Regions from separate parts of the Mus musculus genome. Here all the other regions are linked to region 2. The links are chromatin contacts, called in public promoter capture Hi-C maps. All regions are on one chromosome and are shown on one strand. The core of a region is the stretch at or near the end of the contact, and the rest is flanking DNA. Distances in the headings are between cores, read along the strand shown.

Region 1 (2,758 bases), core at 45-2,544, 5.6 Mb after region 2:
AGTGGGAGTGGGTGGGTAGAGGAGCAGGGCGGGGTGGGGGGTATAGGGAACTTTCCGGATAGCATTTGAAATTTGAAATATATATAAAGAAAAGATCTAATAAAAAAAAAAAGAAAGAAAAACCAGAAAAAAACAAAAAACAAAAACCTGACACAATTTAGGATGCAAATTTTTGCATCTTTTACATAGTCTATTTCAAATTCAATACTAACATATGAAACTTGATATTTATACAGACAAATTTGAAATTTGTATATAGACTTTGGAATTATATCATAACCCAAACTGTTCTTACAGATGCAGCATTTCTTTTTTTCCCTGGAAGAAAATGACCTTCTAAAAGACAATTATGTACCCCATACCTAGTATCTTGACCAGCATGCTTGTATTCCACTGCATTTGTCTAATGAATGGTTCCTATAAACAACATAAAGGAAGAGTTCTCTCCTTTGCCAAGTTTCCCCATGGAAATGAATTAGATTTTTAAGTTAAAAAAAAAAAAAAAAGTGGAAACAACAAACCACAACAACAAACCCAGTCAGCTTTTGGTTCTTAACTGAACTCTTTTAAACTCCAACCCCAGCACACGATCCATTAGGTCACAACTTGTCCCTTGTGAAAGACTGTGGCTCATCAACTAGTGCTTGCAAGAAATTATTTTTTGTTTTTTAAATTTTTTTATTTTTTGTAACAGGAAGAGGGTATCGGATCCCATTACAGATGGTTCTGAGACACCATGTGGTTGCTGGGAATTGAACTGAGGATCTCAGGATGAGTAGTCAGTGTTCTTAACCACTGAGTCATCTCTCCAGCCCCACAACAAAATTTCAAACCAACTGTTTTTACTCAAAAGCAAGGTGTACATTGTTGTAACAGATGATCGGATTGAGCAGAATTACAGGTGTGATGTACAATCTAGTTCAGAAGTGAGAACCACGTGAAATAAAACGTTAAAATCATATAGAGTGAATCTCAGATGCGACTTTAGGTTCCGAGTTGGGTGATGGAACAAGGGAAGCTGTCTTAAAAGGCACCCAGCAAGTGGGACGCAGCTCACTAAAGCCAGCGCCTGCATCCAGGCCCCGTGGCTGGCACTGTAATCAGTTGGCTGCAGGGCGCCATCCCCTCATCCCATCTACACTCCTCCACCATGCTCCAACCTCCAAGCCGCCAAAGGAAAACCCAGATCTGGGTCTGGACTCAAAGTCCCGCCTTCGGCCCACCCAGAACACCAGACCCCGCCCTCGCCCCCGCCCAGGACGCCAAGCCCCGCCTTCTCCGGGTTCCCCTCTGCACAGGCGCAGAAGCTCCTGCGTGTGGAAGCTGCGGCCCGGCGGGCGGGGTGAGTTGGGGCCCAGGCTTTGGGGTCACTGTAACCACTGTGTCTTCGCTTGGGCGACGAGACCTTCCTGTACGTCAACCAGCCTAGAAAGAGAGGTTTCCTAGCCTACCCTCGCGTCCAGATTCACAAAGGCACCAGGCGGCCTCCCGGGCCGAGTGCTGGCGGCAGGGGGGAAGAGCCGGGGTCGGGGAGGGAGCCAGGCCGAGTCTCGTCTTTTTGGTGACCCGGGCATGCAGCGTCCGCTTGTCCCCTCGGGGTCTCCCCTCGCAGCACATCCCGCTCTGCTAACTTGGGGTGCATTCATGGCCTGACGAAGAGCCTAGACACAGCTTTTTGGCGACGCCAAATATTAGGTTAGGGGTCGATCCTATACCTGAGCCCACGTCCGGCTCCCGGACTTCTGCAAGTCACTTTACCTCTATCCAGTTCCAAGTGTAAATTAAGGATGATGATAGTGACGTATCTCAAAGTGCTTGTAAGAGGTTCATAGAATTGAGTGTTTTGAGCCCGGGTATCTAAAAGGAAGATGTTTGCATTTCCTCTTCTCACGCTGGAGAATAGCAGCCCAAAACTTAAAAAAAAATCAAAACAAAAACCAATTTGACAAGGGAAGCTTGTAGCCAGTTGAAAAGTGTGATATTAATTGCGTTAGCCGTACATCCTTTGTTAGAGGTAACGCAAGTGCTAGATAATATTTAAATTAAAAGCTGAAGTTGACGTCTCAGCAGGTCGCCAAACCTGATGGTTCAATCTCCTGGACCCACGAGGTGAAAGAGAGAAGCTACTCTGACCTCACTAATGCAAATCGAAACACTAAACACGTGCACAGCCATACATATAAAATACATCAATAGATTTATGTTTTAAAAGAAAGCTGTAACGTTTGATGTTTGCAAAACCTCAAAAAAAAAAAAAAAAAAGAAAGAAAGAAAAAGCCAGAACATGTTTGTGGTGAAGTCAGGCCTGAAACTTCTGTCCTTTGATGGCTCTGCCTGCAACATTGGCCCTTGTTTGGCATCTTAAAACTTGGAGTTTGGGCATGTTCTGATGTAGTAGTAATTGTTCTATACTCAGCATTATGTTTCATGCCAAAATGACCAGTTACCATACAGTTTCTGTGCTCCAAGTCTCTAATGGGTTCCCCTGAACCCAGATTCATGTTGCTGCTTAGTCCTTGTCTTACCCACCTGAAGAGAGAGACTTTATGGAAGTTATGGGCAAAGTACCCTTTTCCAGTCTAGTCGGGTTGAGTGTTCATAGAATGTACCATGAAATATACAACCATGTGCTGAATCCTGTGAGTCAGTCCTCTTGACTCCTCAGTGCCAGGAGAGACTTGGAGGTTTCCAGACACAATTTTGATAATGGAAAGCCTTTGAAAGTCCAGTAGTTGGATTTTAATGTTGTTTGCTTGCT
Region 2 (2,714 bases), core at 144-2,643:
ACACTAGATCCAGCAGGAGAAGAGGCCTGTAGCCACCAAGGTTAGCAAGTGCACTAAGAACTGAATGAAGGTCTAGTTCAATTTCTGATGGAAGTGAAACACACAAGAGTTCTGACTAGATCCATTGACTAACACATACAGCCACAGATCTATGGTATTTAGTTGTAATGTTTTCCTAGAAACAGAAACCAACGCTTTTTTTTTTTCTTTCTTCTGAATATGTGGGAGCTGGACACAAATAATACCAGGGCAAGGGATGGTCAAAACTTTTATTCTTCACAAATTTTGACCATTTAATAGCTTTTGATTCATTTTACTGTTACAAAAAACATTGCACACTTCCTTTGGGGACTTCCAAGGCAAGAGCTCGAATAACAACTGGTAATGTAGAATTTGATAACTGAACTTCATGAGGGCACGTAATAAACCACAAAGAAAACAAAACCAACCAAATCAAACCAAACCAAGCCATAATATGCAGGCTCAGGAGCAGGAGTGAAACACACATAAAACCCTAGAAAAATATTTTGACGTTTAATCAATATAAAAACACCGGTATAGTATTATTATTTTTCTTTTTAGTGCTAAATGCTCAAACTCCGGTGTGTATTTTGCAGTCACTGCGTACTTCATTTCCAAGAGCAGTTTTTAGAGTTCCACAGCTCTTACCGCTAACAGCTAGCTAAAACAAAGCAAAGCCCACAAGCACTGTACCAACACACGTCGGGTTCAATAAACAGGGTTTTAGAGGTGGCCGTGATTGCAGGTTTTTGGAGAGTGGGAACACCTCGGGTGGGAGGAGAGGCAGGGCGAGTTGCAAAGTCTGACGCACGTCCAGGATGGTTTCTCCCTTGGATCAGGTTAGCCCAAGGACTTAAGGACTCGCCGCGGCGGAGCCGGCGCATCGCCATAGTGCGGCCGGTCTGTGGACCACCCAGCCCGCGTCTGTGTGGGGCCCCGCGCCGGCGCCCTACCTGTCGAGCAGCGGCGTGTGGATGTGTAGGTGCTTCACTGCCACCCGCACGCGCCAGTCTGCGTGTCGTGCCGACGAGACCGTGCCAGAGGCGCCCCGGCTGAGGTAGTGCAGGTCGGCGAGCTTGTGGTACGGGATGGGGGGTAGCGCGCTGCAGATGGCGTCCCCGTTCATGGCTCCGGCTGCGCGGCGGCTCCGCCCGACCCTGGCCGCGGCGCTAGGTCCCGGGGCGGCCCATTCCCGCGTGGCCGCTGCAGTTCCGGCCCGGTCAGCTGTGCCAGGGAGCCCGTCGGGTCTGCGGCCGCGCCGGGGTGGACCGTCCTCCTCCCTCCTCCTGGACTCGGCGGGCTCCTCCCTCCGCCGGCCCTCCCTGGGCGGGCTCCTACCTTCACCAACTCCTCAGCCCCTGCCTCCTACCCCTGGCTTCTCCCTCCGCCGGCTCCTCCCTCCGCCGGCTCCTCCCTCCGCCGGCTCCTCCCTCCGCCGGCTCCTCCCTCCGCGGTCTCCTCCCTCTGCCGGCTCCTCCCTCTGCAATCTCCTCTCTCTGTGAGCTCCTCCCTCTGCCAGCTCCTCCCTCCGCCGGCTCCTCCCTCTGCCAGCTCCTCCCTCCGCCGGCTCCGCCCTCCGCCGGCTCCTCCTTCTGCCAGCTCCTCCCTCCGTCGGCTCCGCCCTCCCCCAGCTCCTCCCTCCGCCGGCTCCTCCTCCGCCCGCTCTTCTGTCCTCTGGCTCCTCCTTCCGCCGGCCCCTCCCTCTGTAATCTCCCATCTTTGCGGGCTCCTCCCTCTGCCGGCTCCTCCCTCTGCAAGCTCCCCTCTCTGCGGGCTCCTCCCTCTGCCGGCTCCTCCCTCTGCAGATCATGGGCGTGTCTCAGAGGCCTCCCTCCCCCCACAAGCCGGGTGGACATCGCTGAGGCTTGGAAAAGATTTCCTCCGGGGAAAATCCCTCCGGAGTTCTCCAGTCTGGTGTCAGGTGGGTCGGCTGGATTTTCCTTTGGCCCGAGTGTCTTCCTTAGACTCCAAACCCTGGACGTGATAGGGTGTGGGGTGACTACTGCTGGGGAGCCTGGTGCCCCACTTCCTGAGCTGTAAACCATCTGGTTGCTTCCACTCCAGTCTTTACTCAGTGGCTGCCACTTGTGAGAAGTGAGGTAGAGAGGCTAGCGCTGTCAGTGTGACAAATTGAGGTGTTTAGCTTATATGACTTGCTCCCTTACCAGGAAACGGTTTCTTCTTTTATTCCTCAAAGCCTACTCACAAATAGAAATATAAAACCATTTCTTGTGTTTGGGAAGTCTTCCATCCAAAAAGAAAAACAAAGGCAAAAACAAACAAAACCAAACAACCAAAATCCAGCACTATTTCATCTTTTTACTGTAAACACCTTTCTACTTAGATAACTGTTCAGTACGATGTTTGGCGCAAATATCTCATATTTGTGAGCGATATAGTTCCACGATCCTACACGCACCAGGATACTACAATCTGTAATTGTCCCTTATATTATTAGTGTAATATATATAACACCGACATTTCCTTCCCTATACTCTAGTTCTTAATAGTTTTTTACAAGTCTACATTCTAAGATTATGTTTTCTTGGGCTGGAGTCATGGGTAAGCCGTTAAGAGGGCTTGTTCTTCCAGAGGATCTGAGGTTTGTTATCAGTACTCGAATCTAGTAGCTCACAGCTGCCTGCTCTCCAGCTCCAGGGAATCTGACCAACACTTCTGGCTTCTGCAGGCAA
Region 3 (2,700 bases), core at 62-2,561, 5.3 Mb before region 2:
AAAAACCATCATCCTTCCAAAGGCTTCTGGTGAGCTGTTACCTACCATTTTTATATTGCGCACCGTTACATGTTGCTCCTCGGGAAATTTAAAACTATTTTGAACGAATTAAGTAAATGAAACTAACAAATCACCTGGCTCAGATGTCTGCCGAACTCAGAGTGCCGACTTCTTGGCTAATACAACTTTAGAAATGCAATGTGCTCGCTATGTTCATGAAGCGGTGCTGTGATCTAGGTCTGTGTTACAAACCGACTCCAGGGAGGCTGAGGTAGGAGAGACCTCAAGTTCTAAGGCTAGCCCAGGCTATATAGATATGACTGCCTGCTCAAACCATAAGAATTGAAAATACTGTGGGGGCTTGTTTTGTTTGTTTTGCTTTATTTTGTTTTGGGTTTTGCACCGTGGTTTATATTCTTTTTCAAAGTAGTGCTTCATATCCTGGTGAGACAGTCTTGCGATTCATAAATTGATAGGAATCACTATTTTATTGGTAATGAGAGAAAAACGGTCTAGGAGCTGCTTGTCAAAGGAAAACTAGAAGTGTGCGGGGAAGCTGGGAGGCTGGCCAGAGGTCCTGCAATTCCAGTCTCTCTACTGCAAATGCCTCTATCAATAAGAAAGTAGCCGGGGCCCCTCTCTCGCTTCTCTCCCTCCCTTTCTCCTCTCGACCGCACCCCCCCCCCCACCCCCCACTCTAGCTTTGAAGACTCAGCTCCAACACTTTTATGTCACAGAAAAGAGGGGCAGAATTCTTCAAAGCACAATGTTCGAATGTGCTTAAGCTTTTTCACTCCGATCCAAGCCAGCTTGAGTGCGGCATAAGTTTCCAATGCAGAGTCTACATAGAATCTTCCTGCCAAAATTAGCATCACCAGTAGTCGTGGCCGAGTGGTTAAGGCGATGGACTAGAAATCCATTGGGGTCTCCCCGCGCAGGTTCGAATCCTGCCGACTACGGAAGGGAATGTTTTTTGCCACCGAATGAATAATTTTGGATCTGCAGATTCCCCGATGAAACATACAGCCTGCCAAAGCGACCAGGGGTCGCCACGGGGTGGAAAGAGAGGCTGTTGGGGTGGAAAGAGAGACTGTTTGTGATCAGGCGCCGGAGCGGAGCGGGAGAGGTGAAGGGCAAAGCGGGCCCACAGGCTGCGTGGACGGCAAGGGAAGCGCTCCGGGCACGCAGGACCCACCGACAACATCCGCGGCGGCCGGCCTCAGCGGGTCCCCGGGCCTCGGGACCCCCTGCCACCGCGAGTGCGCGCCCGTCAGCGCCGCGGCAGCGCGCGCGCCCCCCGAGTCGCCCGGAGGTTTGCGCAGGCGCGGAAGGTTGTGGGGAACCCGCTCCCGGGCGCGTCGGTTTCTCGCGTTGCCGTGGAAACCACCGGCCAGCGAGGCTCGGGAGAGAAAGACGCGTCTGTTCAAGATGGCGAAGGACCTGGACGAACTTCTGGATGAAGTCGAGACCAAGTTCTGCAGACTCGACCCCTTGAGGCTGGACCTGGGTGAGCGGCCCAAAGGCGACGGCGGCGGCGGCTCGCACAGCGGCGACCGGAACGGAGCCCAGGAGAAAGAAACTCTCAGGTTAACGCAGGCGGGTGGACGGTTCTGCTACAGCCCTGCTCGGGGCGCCTAAGCCGGCCTCCGCCGCCGCGCGCCCCCGCGGCCTGGGCTACTGTCCTAGCCCTCGACGGCCCTCGGGTCACGGCTCAGACCCCGCCCCTGGGCGAGCCTGAGGGAGCTGAGACCCTACCTGACAGCCCTAACCTGACGTGGATCGGGGTGTCCCTCCCCTGAGACACGACAGGGCCACGCTGACCAGACCCACAGCGTTCTCATCGGCGAGGGGCCCTGACTGCAAATGTCGTGCCTCTCACGCCGTTACCAGGCAACCCTTAGGGAACCGGTAGGCCAGCTGTTAGAAGACCATTTTATTGTCTGATTTGTTTAAGCTCGAGGAGTTAGATGAGAGTATATTTAATTATTAAGAGTATCCATTGCAAATATCTGAATTAAATAAATTGCCCAGTTGCCTGCCATTCCCCGTGTCTCCAAAGTTAAGGGACCCAGCAAATGTCCTATTATATCCAGGTCGAAGTTTAAAGACACTTAAATCTTTGGGGATTTGAACAACAACAATAAAAAGCAGGCGTCGTTGCATTATCCTTTAAAGTGAGATCTTAGGCTCAGTAATAACTCCTGCTAGGACCTGCCGCTTGCCTAGACCATTGGGGGAAAGGCTGGTGTTTCTTCCATTAATGTATAAGGTATTACTTTGCAGTGTTTGCTTTGTGTTTGGCTTGGTTTTGTTCCTTTGTGGTTGGAGAGAATTTGTCAGGCCTTTTCATCTTGGAACCAACATAAAGAAGCTTAGACTGTCTCCACACTGAAAGGATGGCCATTTCTGTGGCTTCTCCCCAGCCATGTGATCTTTCCTGCCTGTGTCTGACTACCAGACTCCACCCACACCCTCCTCTCCCTGCCCCCACCTTAGCACATTTATAATGCCTAAAGTGAATCACAACTGTTATCACTTGTGTTAAACTTTTTATCAGGGACAATGATTAGAAGTTGTGCAAAAAACAACAGCAAATACCCTAAGCCAAGTTTTAAATACAGTTCCTTTCTGGTATGGAATGCCATCACTGAAGTTTTACACTAAGCCAAAGGAAATCATTTGTGAGTTTATGAACAGACC

What was found. Promoter capture Hi-C pulls out the DNA fragments that hold promoters and counts their contacts.
Region 1: a contact with region 2 is called in a promoter capture Hi-C map of pre-B cells. The contact joins the promoter of Usp45 here to the promoter of Ripk2 in region 2. A contact is called at or near these places in 3 of 39 promoter capture datasets (cranial neural crest, liver and pre-B cells) and 3 of 484 Hi-C or Micro-C datasets (CD4 T cells and CD8 T cells).
Region 3: a promoter capture Hi-C map of pre-B cells shows a contact between it and region 2, with 3 times the contacts expected there. The contact joins the promoter of 2610301B20Rik here to the promoter of Ripk2 in region 2. A contact is called at or near these places in 1 of 39 promoter capture datasets (pre-B cells) and 2 of 484 Hi-C or Micro-C datasets (B cells and CD8 T cells).

What each region holds. Positions count from the first base shown.
Region 1 is chr4:21,774,976-21,777,733 of GRCm38.p6, forward strand. Usp45 (ubiquitin specific petidase 45) reads left to right here and starts at 1,295. Exons shown (of 18, transcript NM_152825.2): 1 at 1,295-1,342.
Region 2 is chr4:16,162,250-16,164,963 of GRCm38.p6, forward strand. Ripk2 (receptor (TNFRSF)-interacting serine-threonine kinase 2) reads right to left here and starts at 1,394. Exons shown (of 11, transcript NM_138952.4): 1 at 975-1,394. The coding sequence starts at 1,147. A530072M11Rik (RIKEN cDNA gene A530072M11) reads left to right here and starts at 1,861. Exons shown (of 7, transcript NR_045765.2): 1 at 1,861-1,942.
Region 3 is chr4:10,873,187-10,875,886 of GRCm38.p6, forward strand. 2610301B20Rik (RIKEN cDNA 2610301B20 gene) reads left to right here and starts at 1,312. Exons shown (of 6, transcript NM_026005.3): 1 at 1,312-1,586. The coding sequence starts at 1,429. n-TSaga9 (a tRNA gene) reads left to right here and starts at 878; the gene lies at 878-959.